3 separate regions of the Mus musculus genome follow, and regions 1 and 3 are each linked to region 2. A link is a contact called in public HiChIP or PLAC-seq data. All regions are on one chromosome and are shown on one strand. The core of a region is the stretch at or near the end of the contact, and the rest is flanking DNA. Distances in the headings are between cores, read along the strand shown.

The links. HiChIP or PLAC-seq counts read pairs in DNA pulled down with a chosen protein or histone mark.
Region 1: a contact with region 2 is called in an H3K4me3 HiChIP or PLAC-seq map of the 230-238 cell line, with 10 read pairs. The contact joins the promoter of Mipepos here to the enhancer-like site in region 2. A contact is called at or near these places in 13 of 39 promoter capture datasets (the 3T3-L1 cell line, the C10 cell line, the HPC-7 cell line and 9 more), 2 of 15 datasets of contacts at CTCF or cohesin (embryonic stem cells and large pre-B cells), 3 of 484 Hi-C or Micro-C datasets (the HL-1 cell line and embryonic stem cells), 6 of 115 datasets of contacts at active chromatin or transcription factors (the 230-238 cell line, embryonic basal ganglia, embryonic fibroblasts and 3 more) and 2 of 9 other capture datasets (adipose tissue and liver).
Region 3: an H3K4me3 HiChIP or PLAC-seq map of the 230-238 cell line shows a contact between it and region 2, with 10 read pairs. The contact joins two enhancer-like sites. A contact is called at or near these places in 3 of 39 promoter capture datasets (embryonic stem cells, hippocampal neurons and stem cell-derived epiblast-like cells) and 3 of 115 datasets of contacts at active chromatin or transcription factors (the 230-238 cell line, embryonic stem cells and large pre-B cells).

Annotation. Positions count from the first base shown.
Region 1 is chr14:60,782,313-60,787,093 of GRCm38.p6, forward strand. It overlaps Mipepos (a long non-coding RNA gene), which reads right to left and starts at 2,237. Exons shown (of 3, transcript XR_001781278.2): 1 at 2,161-2,237; 2 at 1,702-2,049. It overlaps Mipep (mitochondrial intermediate peptidase), which reads left to right and starts at 2,254. Exons shown (of 19, transcript NM_027436.3): 1 at 2,254-2,558. The coding sequence starts at 2,376.
Region 2 is chr14:61,153,145-61,157,384 of GRCm38.p6, forward strand. The region is part of intron 2 of Sacs (sacsin); the gene reads left to right. Among named protein-coding and RNA genes, the nearest start is that of Sacs, 17 kb to the left of the region's middle. Within about 2 kb of position 2,292, at least 21 of the 459 cell types and tissues checked have an H3K27ac peak or open chromatin away from gene starts, as enhancers often do. A contact at or near this core is called in the 230-238 cell line, neural stem cells and pre-B cells, where this site is marked.
Region 3 is chr14:60,706,927-60,711,191 of GRCm38.p6, forward strand. It overlaps Spata13 (spermatogenesis associated 13), which reads left to right. Exons shown (of 13, transcript NM_001033272.2): 3 at 1-153; 4 at 2,499-2,643. Among named protein-coding and RNA genes, the nearest start is that of Gm41165, 25 kb to the left of the region's middle. Within about 2 kb of position 2,410, at least 90 of the 459 cell types and tissues checked have an H3K27ac peak or open chromatin away from gene starts, as enhancers often do. A contact at or near this core is called in the 230-238 cell line, where this site is marked.

The DNA.
Region 1 (4,781 bases), core at 987-3,486, 370 kb before region 2:
TCTTCCGGCCCACCTGGGTACCTGGCAGTGATGGTGAATTGTCCACACGTATCCGAAACTCAGATGCTCACTGGAATGAACATGCTTTTACAGGTGGTTTCCAAACCCTGGCTGTGATGGCTAGCTAATCTTCACTGTCAACATGGCCAATATTAGAAGCGCCTTTGAGACACCCCTCTGGTCATTACTGTGAGAGCTTTTCCAGAAAGGTTCAGTTAAAGAGAGATGGACCTGTCCTGAAAGAGAGTGGTACTGTTCCAGGGGCTGGGGTCCAGACTGGAGAGAAAGGAACACAGGAAGTGCTAAACTAAGTACCAGCACTGAACTCTCTCTGCTTCCATCCACCCCACTGTGAGGGGAACTCATGCTATCACCACTCTAAGCTACTCCTGTGTCCTCTCTCCCTCCCTCCCCCGCCTCTCTCCCTCCCTCCCCCGCCTCTCTCCCTCCCTCCCCCGCCTCTCTCCCTCCCTCCCCCGCCTCTCTCCCTCCCTCCCCCGCCTCTCTCCCTCCCTCCCCCACCTTTTTCCCTCCCTCCCCCGCCTTTTTCCCTCCCCCGCCTTTTTTTTTTTTTCCCTCCCTCCCCCCCCCCCCCCCCCCCCGCCTCTCTCTCTGTGTCCTCTCAACCCCACCTCCCAAAGGCTGGGATACCACAGTCCCTTTTCTGTCTACTGCCCCCCCCCTTCTACCCAGAACAATCTCTCAAGGAAAAATCGAATTTCTCATAATGAAACCCTTCCTTCTAGGCATGGTGGCTCCTGCCTGGAATCCCAGCACCCAGGAGGATGCTGAGGCAAGACTGCCAGTTTGAGCTCAGACTGGGATACATGGTGAGTTACAGCCTGGAACACGGAGTGAGAGCCTGTCTGCAAACCAGTCAAACACACACAAAACCTTCAAAATGTTCATTTCTCCCCTACCAAGGTCTATAAAGCAGATATGACTGCCACCCCTCACGTCACCTTCTGCAGGAGAGATGACTGCACCTTCAAAAGAAAGCTCTGCTTCCGGCAGGACCCTACACCCTGAACCACGGTGGTGTGGCTGTCCTTCCTCTGGAGAAGGCTAGGGGTGTAGAAAGACTTCCCCAAGCTTTCCCAAGTCTGCACTGTCATTTCTACTTTCCCGGGCACTCGACCACAATTTCCCAATGCCCTCCCTCCCAGCCTCTGCCTTCCTTTCATTTTCGCAGTAGGACATTTCACATTAGTCCTGTCTGTACTGATTTAGATTTTAGACTATCGTGATGAGACACTGGGAGTTAGATCGACTCCCTGGTGGGCAGGCAGAGAGAAAGGGGGGGGGGGACCATGGCTAGGTGATGATGGTGGTGAATCTCCAAGATGCCCAGCTTCTTCCTCAACCTACCGTTTTCCTCTCCCACCACCAGACCCCATTGCTGATGGACCTGCTCAATGAAGTCAAGACTGGGTCAGGACATGTCACACAACAGTTCTGGGCCAACCAACCACCCTAGATTTCTTCAAACTCTCCAGCCCTAAATTAGGAGCAGAAGGCTCTGCAGAGGCTTAAAATAATAATAATAATAATAATAATAATAATAATAATAATAAACCCAGCCCCTGAGAGGAGTCTCTCTCTCTCTCTCTCCCTCTTTTTCTCTCTCTCCAGCTTTCTGAGTCCCCTTTGCAGAGAGTCTTTTTCTGTGTGCCTGTTGCAGGAAACACACACCTCACTCACCTTCCTTCTACTCCTAATTCTGTCCACGATGCTTAAGATTTCTCTGCTGCTCCATGCTGGTCTTCAGATTTTTCCTGCCTTTTAATTCTTCGGCTGGCAGAAACAACAAACCTGACCAAGACTCCTAGACTATATCATTCCAAAACCCTTAGACCGTATCAATAGTTTCCAAAGTCAAAATAGATGATAATTCTCCAATAGTTAATTCACATGGCTATACACAACCATAGCTGGTGGGCATGCAGACATGGAAGTGACTTCAACAACTTTTGGAGAAGACAGGTGCCTTGGATTTCGACTGCTTGTGGTTTCTTCTGGATCCTTTCACGCGCCGCCATTGAGTCTCCTCTGAGAATCAAGAAAGCATCAAGAAAGCATCTTGAGTTCTCACATTCATTCCTGGCACCTGTAAAAAGTTCCAATGCCTGACCCGACTTCCTTCTCCCTGTGCCCTAGTACCACTGTCAAACTCAAATCCAGGACGTTTCTTCCTCCAGACACACGAGGGCGCTACGAAACTGGAGCTGCTCAGAAGGCGTGGAGGGCGACGCTCTTCCTAACGATTGTTAGCGTGCTCAAGTCCGGGTCTGCCCTGCGAGTTCCGCGGCGTGGGCTGCTGCCTTGGAAACGCGGGGCGCGCGCTTCCCGAGCCTGGCAGAGCCGGGGTCCGGAGGATGCTGCTGGCGGCCGGGGCACGGTACGCCCGCCGGCTGTGCGGCCGGGGAGCCGCGGCGGCTCTGCAGGGACGCACAGGCCGGAGCTGCGCCCGGGACGTCAGTACTAGCTGGTCCCCGGTGGGCGCCGCCTTCAACGTCAAGCCCCAGAGCCACCTATGGAACCTGTTGGGGGAGCGCCGGGTGAGCGTGCCGTGGGTCTGGGCAGCGCGGGCTCCGCGTCTGGCTGAAAAGGGACTGTGCCGGGATAAGCGCACCCCGGAGCGGCTGACCCAGCGGCAACTCAGCCTTTCCTCTACTCAAGCTCCATTCTTTTCCTTCTGGCTTCAGAGTTCACATTTGCCCTTGGCTTTGTAACGACACTCTTGCTTTGAAAACTCCATCACACCTTAATTGTCCACTTCAGGCTGCTCTGAAACAACCTGTTAAACTAGGCATAGTGGCTCTTGTAAGACAGTCTTGATAGGTAGAGGCAAGAGGGTACAAAAGACAGTCCTTTGGGCTCCGAACTGACTTTGAGACTAGCCTGAGTTGCTTAAGAACCGGCGGTAAAACAGAAAGCACCTACAGAACCCTACTGAGAAAAATCAGATTTCCTGTCGTGCTTTGTAGTTTATTGCATAGCCTACGAAGTCATCAGAATTGCTTGGCTATTTCTACTCTGCCCTTGGTGGTGTTGGACACTTGATAATGAATGAGGAAAAGGCAGGAAGACTGAGGAAAGATTTTTGTCCTAAAACAATGATTTTTCAACCCTTCTAATGCTGTGACTCTTTAATACAGTTCCTCCCGATGCGGTGACCTCAAACCATAAGATTATTTTGTTGCTATTTCACAACTAATTGTGCTACTGTTATGAATTATAAACATCTGATATATGAACCCCCAGGTGGGTTCTAAAAGTGTTTTTTTATTTTTTTATCTTTTCACTGTTGGGCAGCTTTCTAAAGACAAGTCTGGGATATAGCTTCATTGTACTTCATGGCATATCTCTGTGTTTAACTTTGTCTATTTGAAAGTTCTTTCTTATTATATAAATTTTCCTCCAAAACCCATAAAGGTCGATGATGCTGGTATTAGTGGAGTTGGTGTTGGAAGTGCCTTTTAGCAGAAAGATAAGCTTGGTTTTGGGTGGATGAAATAGAACTGATTTCACCTGTATTTTAAACCATTGTTTAGTGTGTGTGTGTGTGTGTGTGTGTGTGTGTGTGAATGCATGCAGGTCTGGAAGGCGCAGGCCAGAGGACAGCCTTTCCGGATCTGTAACCTTCAACCTTTTGGAGGTGGAGTCTCTCTTGGTTTTGCTATTGGACTGAATACTCAGGTTATCGTTCCTGCTCCTATTTGGTTCTTGAGCTTCTGGGCTGTTTTCTTGTTTCTATCTTGATGTAGGAGGACTGCTGGGATTATAGTTGCATGCCACAAACATTTGACTTTCAAGCTTTTTTTATTTTTTTATTTTATGTGTTTTGCCCAAATATATGTAAATTCACCACATGCGCAGTGTCCGTGCAGGCGAAAAGAGGGTGTTCTATCCCCTGCAACTGAAGTTGTAAACAGGTGGTAAACTACCATATAAGATGCTGGGAATAGAACCCCGGTCCTCTGCAAGAGCAGTAACCACTGGGCCATCTCTCCAGCCCTTCTTCCCAAGTTGTTTTTAATTATGTTTTTGTTTGTTTGTGTGTATAGGTGCCTGTATGTCCATATGCCTGGCTTTTAGGACTTGGGATGCATAGATGAGAAGATCTGAAGTTCCAGACTCAGTCACAGGAAACAAAAAGAATTTTAAAGCGTATTTCCATATCCGTAAAAGGGGAATGTACTCCCGGTTCTAGAACTGTGTGATTTAGCTGAGAGAATCTGTGTAAAGTACATGGCACACTTTGGCCTGCGTTATATTAAGCATCAGCTTTCTCAGGGCGCCAGGATTGGTGCTCCAGCTGCTGTTCAAAGATGGTCATTCGCATTAGATTAGTGATTTTATTTTTCTTTATTAAAATACTGGAGTTCCTTAGTTTCAGCCAGTGACTGGGTTTGGTATGTTACGTCTCCTTGTGGGTTATTGGTATTGTGGGTTGGTATTATGTGTGGAGACCTCGCTGTATGTGAGGCACTCATACATACTGTCTGCTTTAGTATGTTTCTGTGCTGACAGGTATACTGCCAGCCTCAGATACTTGATGAGAAAACTGAAGCCCGGGAGGAATGATCAAGTGACCAAGGTTGTGAACTAATTATAGCTGTCATTAACATCTGTTAAGTGCTGTCTGTGTGCCGGGCACTGTTAGAAATTTTGTTGAACTTTTGAATCTTCATTTAGTCTTCCCAGCCTTTTTCTCACGGAGACATGGTGATGACAGCTGAACCCACACCATTCATTTACTTTTGAAAAGTAGGGAAAGC
Region 2 (4,240 bases), core at 1,042-3,541:
AATGTAAGCTCAACTTCTAAGGCATTACAGCAGCTGTGTCCCAGCCAATGGGCAGTGGGAGGGATCGATGGAAAACCATGAAGGGATTCTTGTTAAACACGCTACACAGGATTCCTGAGGCAGGAAGCAGAGTGATGAGTATCTAGACCAGGGGATTCTTCCTGAACTAACTAAACAGTTCTGACCATGACTGACCTTAGACAAGACAAAGAGCCTACTGATGGGGCCTGTTTAATAAGGGTCTCTCTGTAGTTGGAAAAAAAAACCCTACTGGATTTGGCCAAGAAGAGCCCCTCTTCAGACTCACACGGAGGTATTCCCAGCCTCCTATCCTGTCTTTCTTTGAGTGACACTTACACTGATCCCAGGACCTCTGAGTGCTGTGAATTCTCTAAACAGCTTTGTCCTCAGAACCACATATTCACAGATTAAGGATCTGTTATGCACCAAGGCTCTGGATTAGACCCAGGAATACAACTGATATAGGCACCCGCTTTTATGAATCGTACATATTAGCAGTGTATGGTGTGATAGGACAAAAGCAAGGCAGGGAAACGGAGACACCTGCTGCAGCTCAGTGGGACCAAGAGCCACAGTTTTAAATAGCATGGTCAGGACAAGGACACACTGGTCATCAGTGGAGGTGACAGCTGAGCAGGCATTGAAGGCAAGGGGAGATTCAATCATAACCTGTGTGAAGAAGAATGTTCCAGTGACCAGGCCCTGGGTCCCTGAAATAGAGAAGGGAACCATTCTCAAAGTGTCCCTGTAGCCGATCTGTTGAGGGGCAGAGGTAGATGTTGGGAAGCCAATCACAAGATGCAACACTCCAGACTAGAAGTGATGGTAGCTCTGGCCAACAGGTAGGATGTTGGAGATGCTGACCTAATGGCTGTGGGCCAGCCCACTGTTAGGCTCTCCAAAGAGACTGTATCTCCTGGCTGCATCAGAATGCTGACTACATCACAAAAGAATGTTAGCACCGGGTTATTGTAAAAGTTATAGTCGTTTTTCCAGAAACCATAGTAATTTTGCATATCCATTGGGTGGCCCACATTTCAATTTTAGAGTTAGCCCAAACCCTGAACATTAAAGCCCTAGCCCAAATGAGACTGTACCTACCTGAGATGTCAGCTATCAATGGATGGGATGCTCAGACCACCTACACGTCTGCCTAACCAACTGAAAATCAGAGAATGCCTAAGATGGTCCCTAAACCTGGGTTTCATAATCTGTTGAAACAACTTAGCCTTGAGGAAAGTGCTCTTCCTAAGATTTTCTCTTACTATTATAAGGATTCTATATGTTCCATTTATTTCAGGAACACTAAACTGAAACAATCACAGAGGCTATAGTGTGGTGAGGGTGGTGGCCTGAGTCTTCCCTGCCCCTCTCCGAGCATCCCCCTTCCAGCACCTTGATACATTCACTAATTACAAGCTCCCTCAGCTCCATCGCCTTGGAGTTTGTATTAAACTTCCATTACATTGAAATAACATAGTCATTGGCCATTGGTGATCGAATTCAATCTCCATCTCATTTTTTCTCTTTGGGATTTCTTATGGATGGGGAGGAGAGGGGGGCTTAAATGCATCACCTGTTCCTCTGGCCACTAGCCCCCATCTTGAGGTCGCTGAGAGTTGCCTCTGCACTTACACTCAAGGTCCAAAGGAGCCCTATGAATAACTAAATACACTCTCCTATTACTCAGCAAGATTCAAGGGTTTTAGGTGCTCTGTGCCAGAAACCAGATACTAAAACCAAATACATGCGTGTATGCTCCCAAAATGGAAGAAACAAATCTGCAGATGGAAGGGCAGAGTCTTCAGGATGGCAGGCAGATCTGCAGTCCGAGAATCAGGTACAGACAGGGAGAAGCAGGTGGGCGGGTGAGGGCCAAGACAACATGCCAAGCCAGCATGCCCGATGAAGGACAGGCATAGAGGTCATTCAGGCTTCAAGCCATGTTCAAGTAGCAGTGCCCAGTGCTGGGGGCAAGGCTGGGTCAGTGGCTTTGAGATTATTCCACGCCTCCTAGGTCTCAGAAGCTCATGAGTAAAAGTAAGGGCAATTAGTGTGCACCACATGTTTTTTCTGGCTCTAAACCTTCTTTTGTGTGACAGGACCCCAACTCTCTTCCTCTGCCATCTGCTTCAACCCCCCCCCCCCCCAGCTATTTCTGGGCACGCTTGGGGCAGGGATAACACACAAGGGCTCAGGGATAAGTTTGTTCATGTTCTTTCCACTTGAGTTCCTTGGCCCTGGAGTCTGTGCCATGCCTCTGCAGCTGGTGTTCTGGGCAAGATGTCATCCCTGTGTTCCCAGGGGAACCCTTGAACCCAAAGCTACTTGTAGTGTGTGGGTGGGGGTGGCAGAAAGGGCCCTTGTAGTAGCACTGTGTGAAGTCAGACTTGCCCTCTATTTTTAATCAAATAACTTTATTACTATAAATAGATTTATTATAGAAAATAATGTTTCATTGTGGCATTTTACATGAAAGCTCATCATAGCTACTTCTGTCATATCTTTTCTTGTCCCTCTCCCTCTCTGGTCCTTTTCTGTTTCCATATGTATAATTCTTAAATCTACATTCTTCAGGTGAGAGAACACATATGACATTTGTCTTTCTAAGACTCTGTCCCTTATTGCCTGGGCACTATGGCTTCACCTTGTATTGTCCCAGGCTCAGAGCCATTGCTCTGAATGTGGCCAGGCAAGAGGAATGTGGGACCTGCCCTGTCCCCATGTCTCCTCTTTGCCTTAGAAACAGCCACATCTAAACAGTGCAAAACAAACTCCCTGTAAGTACCCTTCCACCTCTGTAAGGGGAAACAGAACATTGTGGAATGGTGTAAGTCAACCTGGCCCTGCTTGCTTTCAGTCTCAGCTTTGCCATTTGTCATGCTGAAGACATGGATCAGTGACTTTCCTCATTGTGAGAAAAACCATCCTGACAATTCTGTTGAGCTGGACCCGTGATTCCAGTTGAGTGTCTGTCCACCTGCCTCATGGATCCTTGTCAGAACAGTGAGTTGCAGTGTAAATGCACAGCAGACACCATTACCTCATGTGTTTGCGTACCTGGCCTCAGCTGGTGGAGCTGTTCAGGGAAGGTATGGAACCTCTGGGGTGGGTGGCCCAGCAAGAAGTGGGGTGCTACAGTTAGGCACTGAAAGCTTTATCTGTTGATGGTTCCCACTTCCCGAGTTTCCTGCTTCTTGGTTTGGTGCCATGTGAGCAGCTACCACACACTCCAGCCTTGCCTGTCAGAAACCATGAACCAGAACATACCCTCCCTTCAGTAGTTTCTGTCAAGTATTCTGTCATCATGACCAGAGAAGTAGCACAGTGAATTTGTTTTGCCTTCTCCCTTGGATGTTGAGTGGACAGTTACCTCTTCCTTGCTCACACATTTGGGGCAAGCTTTCCTGGTGCCTACCAACTCTCCAGGGTGCTGCTTTCTAAACTCAGAAAGACAGCAACTGTCCTTTCTTCAGCCTATTGACCAGGATCACTAGAAGAATCATCACTCAGAGAATCATCTAGTTAAACTTTGCTTTGATAGTTTCACACATGTATACAGTGTGTATGATGTGTGCAATGTATACAATGTATATGATGTATGCAATGTATACAATGTATCTTGGTCATAGTCACTCCCAGCTCTCCCTCTCCTTCCCCCTGGACAATCCTACCCCAGCATGTCCTCTCCTCACCTTCCTGTCCTCCTTTACAGTTTTTGGAAACCCACTGAGTCCAGTAAGTACTTCTATTTTTCTTTCTTTTGCTTTCCTTTGTTTTTGTTTTTGTTTTTTGACACAGTACCTCACTGTGCAGCCTTGGCTGGCTTGGAACTCAAATAGATCGTGGTAGCTAGAAATAGAGCTCTGACTGTCCTTTCCTCCTGAGTGGTGGGATTAAAGGCCTGGGCCACCACCCCAGGCTCAGTTAGTGCTTCCTTTTGGAATATGACTTTGTTGGTCTGACCTTGTGCAGGTAGTCACAGTGAGTTCCTGAGTGAAGCCATGATGTCATGACCACTGCACTCCACCCGTTCACTCCTTCCCCTCCTCCAGCTCTTTTTTTTCCAATTAAATACTTTCTTTTATTTTTTTTTTATTTTTAATTTTTAATTAGGTATTTTCTTCATTTACATTTCCAATGCTATCCCAAAAGTGCCCCATATCCCCCATTCCCCTACCCACCCACTCCCACTTCTTGGCCCTGGCGTTCCCCTGTA
Region 3 (4,265 bases), core at 1,160-3,659, 450 kb before region 2:
CACCCAGCAAGTGTGACTACCACCAGCCAGGATCCATGCGCCCCCTCAGGCTCTTGCAGGGGAGGCCGGAGAAGGCGACCTATATCTGTGATTGGAGGGGTCAGCTTCTATGGCAACACCCAGGTAGAGGATGTGGAGAACCTCTTGGTCCAAGTAAGAGCTGGTTTCTTCAACCATGGCCAGCAGAGACGCTCAGCTCCCTGCCTCTGTCCTCCCTGCAGACTAAACTGGACACTGCTTTTCCTTCTGGAGGGGGACATACCTCCTCACTCCTTTTCTTCCTGACTTTGAAACCTACTTGGATCCACACTAACAGTCCGCTCTCTCATCATCTGCTTTCTATTCTCCTTTCCTGGAGCCTCAGCTCACAGCACAGACTTGCCATTAGTCTGAAAAGCCCTGAGACCTGAGCCGGGGGGGCCATAGCCTGGCTTTATCTGGTTTACTTCCTGAGGGGAGTGATTTTCGAAAGACTTAAGTGGTCCGTTATTAGAATGCAAACATAGGAACAAAGTAAAGATGAAAGAGAAGGGACTGGGGTGGGGGGTTGGCGGGGTGGATGTAGCTCAGTGATAGCATTTGTCTTCATGCAGGAAGACCTGTGTTCCTCCCATCCATCCCCCAAAACAAAGCAGAGGACCATGAGAGGAGAACTAACTTCTCTGTCTTCTAAAATCACGTCTGTCCCCAGTGATTAATCACCAACCATTCCTAGAACGGACCCAGGCTCGGAACATCCTGGGCGAGCTCTCTACCATAAAGCAACACCACCTTGCCTTGTTCTGCTTTTGGGTTGCAGGTTAGACCATCAACACCATTGGCCCCCAGCACATCTGGCAAGGATTTCTTAAGTGCCTAGTGAGCACTTTAAGGTTATGGAATATTCATGTAAAGGCTCTATCTTGGTGAAAGTCAAACTTCTTTGCTTAGCTGTGCCAACTAACTCATGAGCATACTCATACGGTCATGGAATAGTTTATATAATAACTTATATGCTCAGTTTCATATTGAAAACCTGCGAGGTGCTTTCTTAAATTACCTGTAAAATTCTCTGGGGCGGGGGTGGGGGGAGAAATTCTATATTGGGCTTGGGCTGTGTGTTAAAGTTTTTCCTGCCAAGCTCAGCACAATGTCCTGCTTGTAGCAAACACTCTAAAACCCTTGCTTAAGTCAGTTGAGTTGAATTCTTCAAGTAAAGTTATAAGGCCAGTGTGGTGGCACACAGCTGTGACCCCAGCTCTTGTGAGAAGGAAGTGGGGGGGGGGGTGAGGAATTCAAGTCCGTTCAGCCAAGGGAGACTATTGTGGGTTATGAGACCATGCCTCAGAGACAAGCAAAAGACACAAGCAAAAGTGAAGTTAAAGATATGACAAGGTCTTTAAGATCCTTTTGTTTTCAGGTGCTCCACTTGTTGGGAAATATTTCTAACTAAACTAAAGCAAACTGTAATGTATCTAAATGCAAGGCACAGTTGAGGCAAGGATAGTCAGAGATACTTAGAACACACTTTGTTTCGGATCGTCAAAATAGTATTGTGCCCCAGACATGGTGCTTGTGCCTATAATTCTAGAATTCAGGATGCTGAGGCAGAGAACTTGGGGGATTGAGGCCAGCCTGGTCTACAAAGTGAGACCCTAGTATACACCCTAAAAAGCCCAGGAGGGGAGACAGCTCATTAGTAGGGGAGACAGTTCTTATTCCTCTTATAGAACACCCATATGAAGCAGCTCACTTACACCTTTAACTGCAGTACAAAGGGATCAGACACCCTCTTTGGGCCTCTGCAGGTACCCACTCATATGTCTGTCTGTCTCTGTCTCTCTGTCTCTCTCTCCCCCTCTCTCTCATACACCCAAACTATGTAAGATAAAAAACAATTTTAGTGAATTATTTATTTTAACTTTATGAGCATTGGTGTTTTGCTTGCATGTATGCCAGTGTGAGGGTGTCAGATCCCCTGGGACTGGAGTTACAAATAGTTGTGAGCTGCCATGTAGGTGCTAGGAATTAAATCCAGGTCCTCTGGTAGAACAGCTAGCACTCTTAATCCTGAGCCTCCTCTCCAGCCTCCTAAATAAGTTCTTTTTAAATAAAAGCTGTCACTGGAGATCTGTGACCATGCCTGTGTGCTGTGGTCCTGCCCTTGCATCCTCGGATGCTGCTATGGTCACCGTGCTTTCCTAACTGTCGCTCACAGCTCTGCTGCTGCCTCAGCCTTCCTCTCCCTCAGAGGCCTCTCTTTCTCTCCCTGTTCCCCACCGGCATGTCTCTCACAAGTAGGAAGAAGTGTGACAGAGCCAGCTTTGAAGCTGCCTGTTGGAACTTTAGAACAGCCTATTGCTACAGAGCTTGGTGCAGCATACAGCTGCTGGCGGGGGTTTGAAGAAGACACTCCACATCTGCCAGTGGCTTCAAGGCGAGAACACAGAACTGTTTTGTGGCTCGCAGGAGCTGAGACTTCCTGGCACCTTCTCACAGCTTCTCACTTCCTTTCACAGCCAGCAGCCAGGCCTCCTGTGCCTGCACACCAAGTTCCACCCTACAAGGCTGTGTCTGCCCGCCTCCGGCCCTTCACCTTCTCTCAGAGCACTCCCATCGGGCTGGACCGCGTGGGGCGGCGACGGCAGATGAAAACATCCAATGGTGAGTCTTGGGGCTTCCTGGAATCTTTTGTCTGGGACCAGGGAGCCTGAGGCACCAAGGGATTCTGCACTTTTCCCATCTTGTGGCCAGGGCAGTGTGGAAGTTATTATCTGGGTTACTCAGGATTTCAAACTCCTGTCAAGTCTGCATGTCTCTTGAGTTGCTGCAGAGCCATGCCAGGGTAAACCGATGACCAGGCTAGAGACCTAAGGTTCTGGTGTGGAGGGTAGTTTTTTGGTTTTTTGAGGATGCAGGAATGGGGAGCTGAACCTCGCCTGGCTTCTGCCAGCCTCAGGGCTCCCTGGCTGGCCCATGCAGCCTGTCTCCACCTGCACACTCTGTGACATTCGCCCTGTTGCAAATGTGCCTTCTTTTGTAAGGACATCCGTCTCAAGTGGGCCCCTTCCCCACCCCAAGGCCCTCATCCTAACTCGCCACCTGCAAAGACCGTGTTTCCATCTAGGTCACAATTAGGGGTCTGGAGCAGGGATGCCACCATCATTTGGGGGTTCAGGTCAATCAAAAGTGCTTTAGCGAATTGTCCCGATGTCTATCATGCCTGCATGTGCTCAGATACCAACAAGGATCAGAAAGGCATGGAAAACACTAGGTTATGAGGAACAGAGGGGGTCTCTCCTCAGCCTTCACATACAGCCAAGAAGCCTGTTTCATGGTCTATGTGACTTTTTTTTTTTAATTTATAAAGAAAAACAGAGACAAACCTCTTAGGGTTCTTTGTTTGAAAACAGTAAAACTAACTGACTAGTTTAAGAAAAAAGGGTGTTGGGGTGCATTCATTTGGTGGGGTGCTGGCCCAGCACTCACAAAGCCCTGAGCTTAAACCCTAATGTAAAACGGCGCAGAGTGGAACATGCCGGGAGTCTCAGTACTTGGGAGATGGAAGCAGGAAAACCAGAAGTTCAGGGTCCTCCTCAGTTACAAGTGTGGGGCTAACTTGGGCTACGTGAGACTCTGAATTGAAAGGAAAAAGAAAAGATGGCGTGGTGGTACACGCCTTTAACCCCAACACTTAGACAGATCTTTGAGTTTATGGCCGGTCTGATCTATAGAGCTAGTTCTAGAACAGCCGGGGCTATACAGAAAAGCCTCATCTAGAAAAACCATAGAGGGAGAGAGGGAGAGGGAGAAAAAAAGGGGGGAATGAATTAGGAAGGTGTTGGGTGCTCCCATATAAAACATTGAGGATAATACGATAGCTCCTGGTAGTCACAGAAGGTTGGGCATGGTTCCACCAGGAGAAGGGGAAAGGCTAGCCTGCCCTACTCTACTCTCCAGTTGTACTTGCAAGAGTCAGGATCCCAGGAGGGAATCTCCAGCCACTTGAGCCCAGTGGCCTGTTCATGGTGTAGGTGGTGGGGCAAGGTCAAGGTCTGGGAGTCCGTTTGTGGGCTCCGCATTTGGACAGGGGTTTAGCCCCCTGCCGTCAGTGTTAGTACAGGAGAAGGGTAGGCCTCGCTCCCAGAGGTGACACCCAGAGGTGACAGAGCTCCTCCATCCCTTAAAGCTCTGTGAGAGGGGAATGATTGGCAGGGAACTGTTGGCTAGGACAGGGGCATCGTGAAGGAGAAGACAGCAAGGTGGGGTATGCCCATGGCCAAACC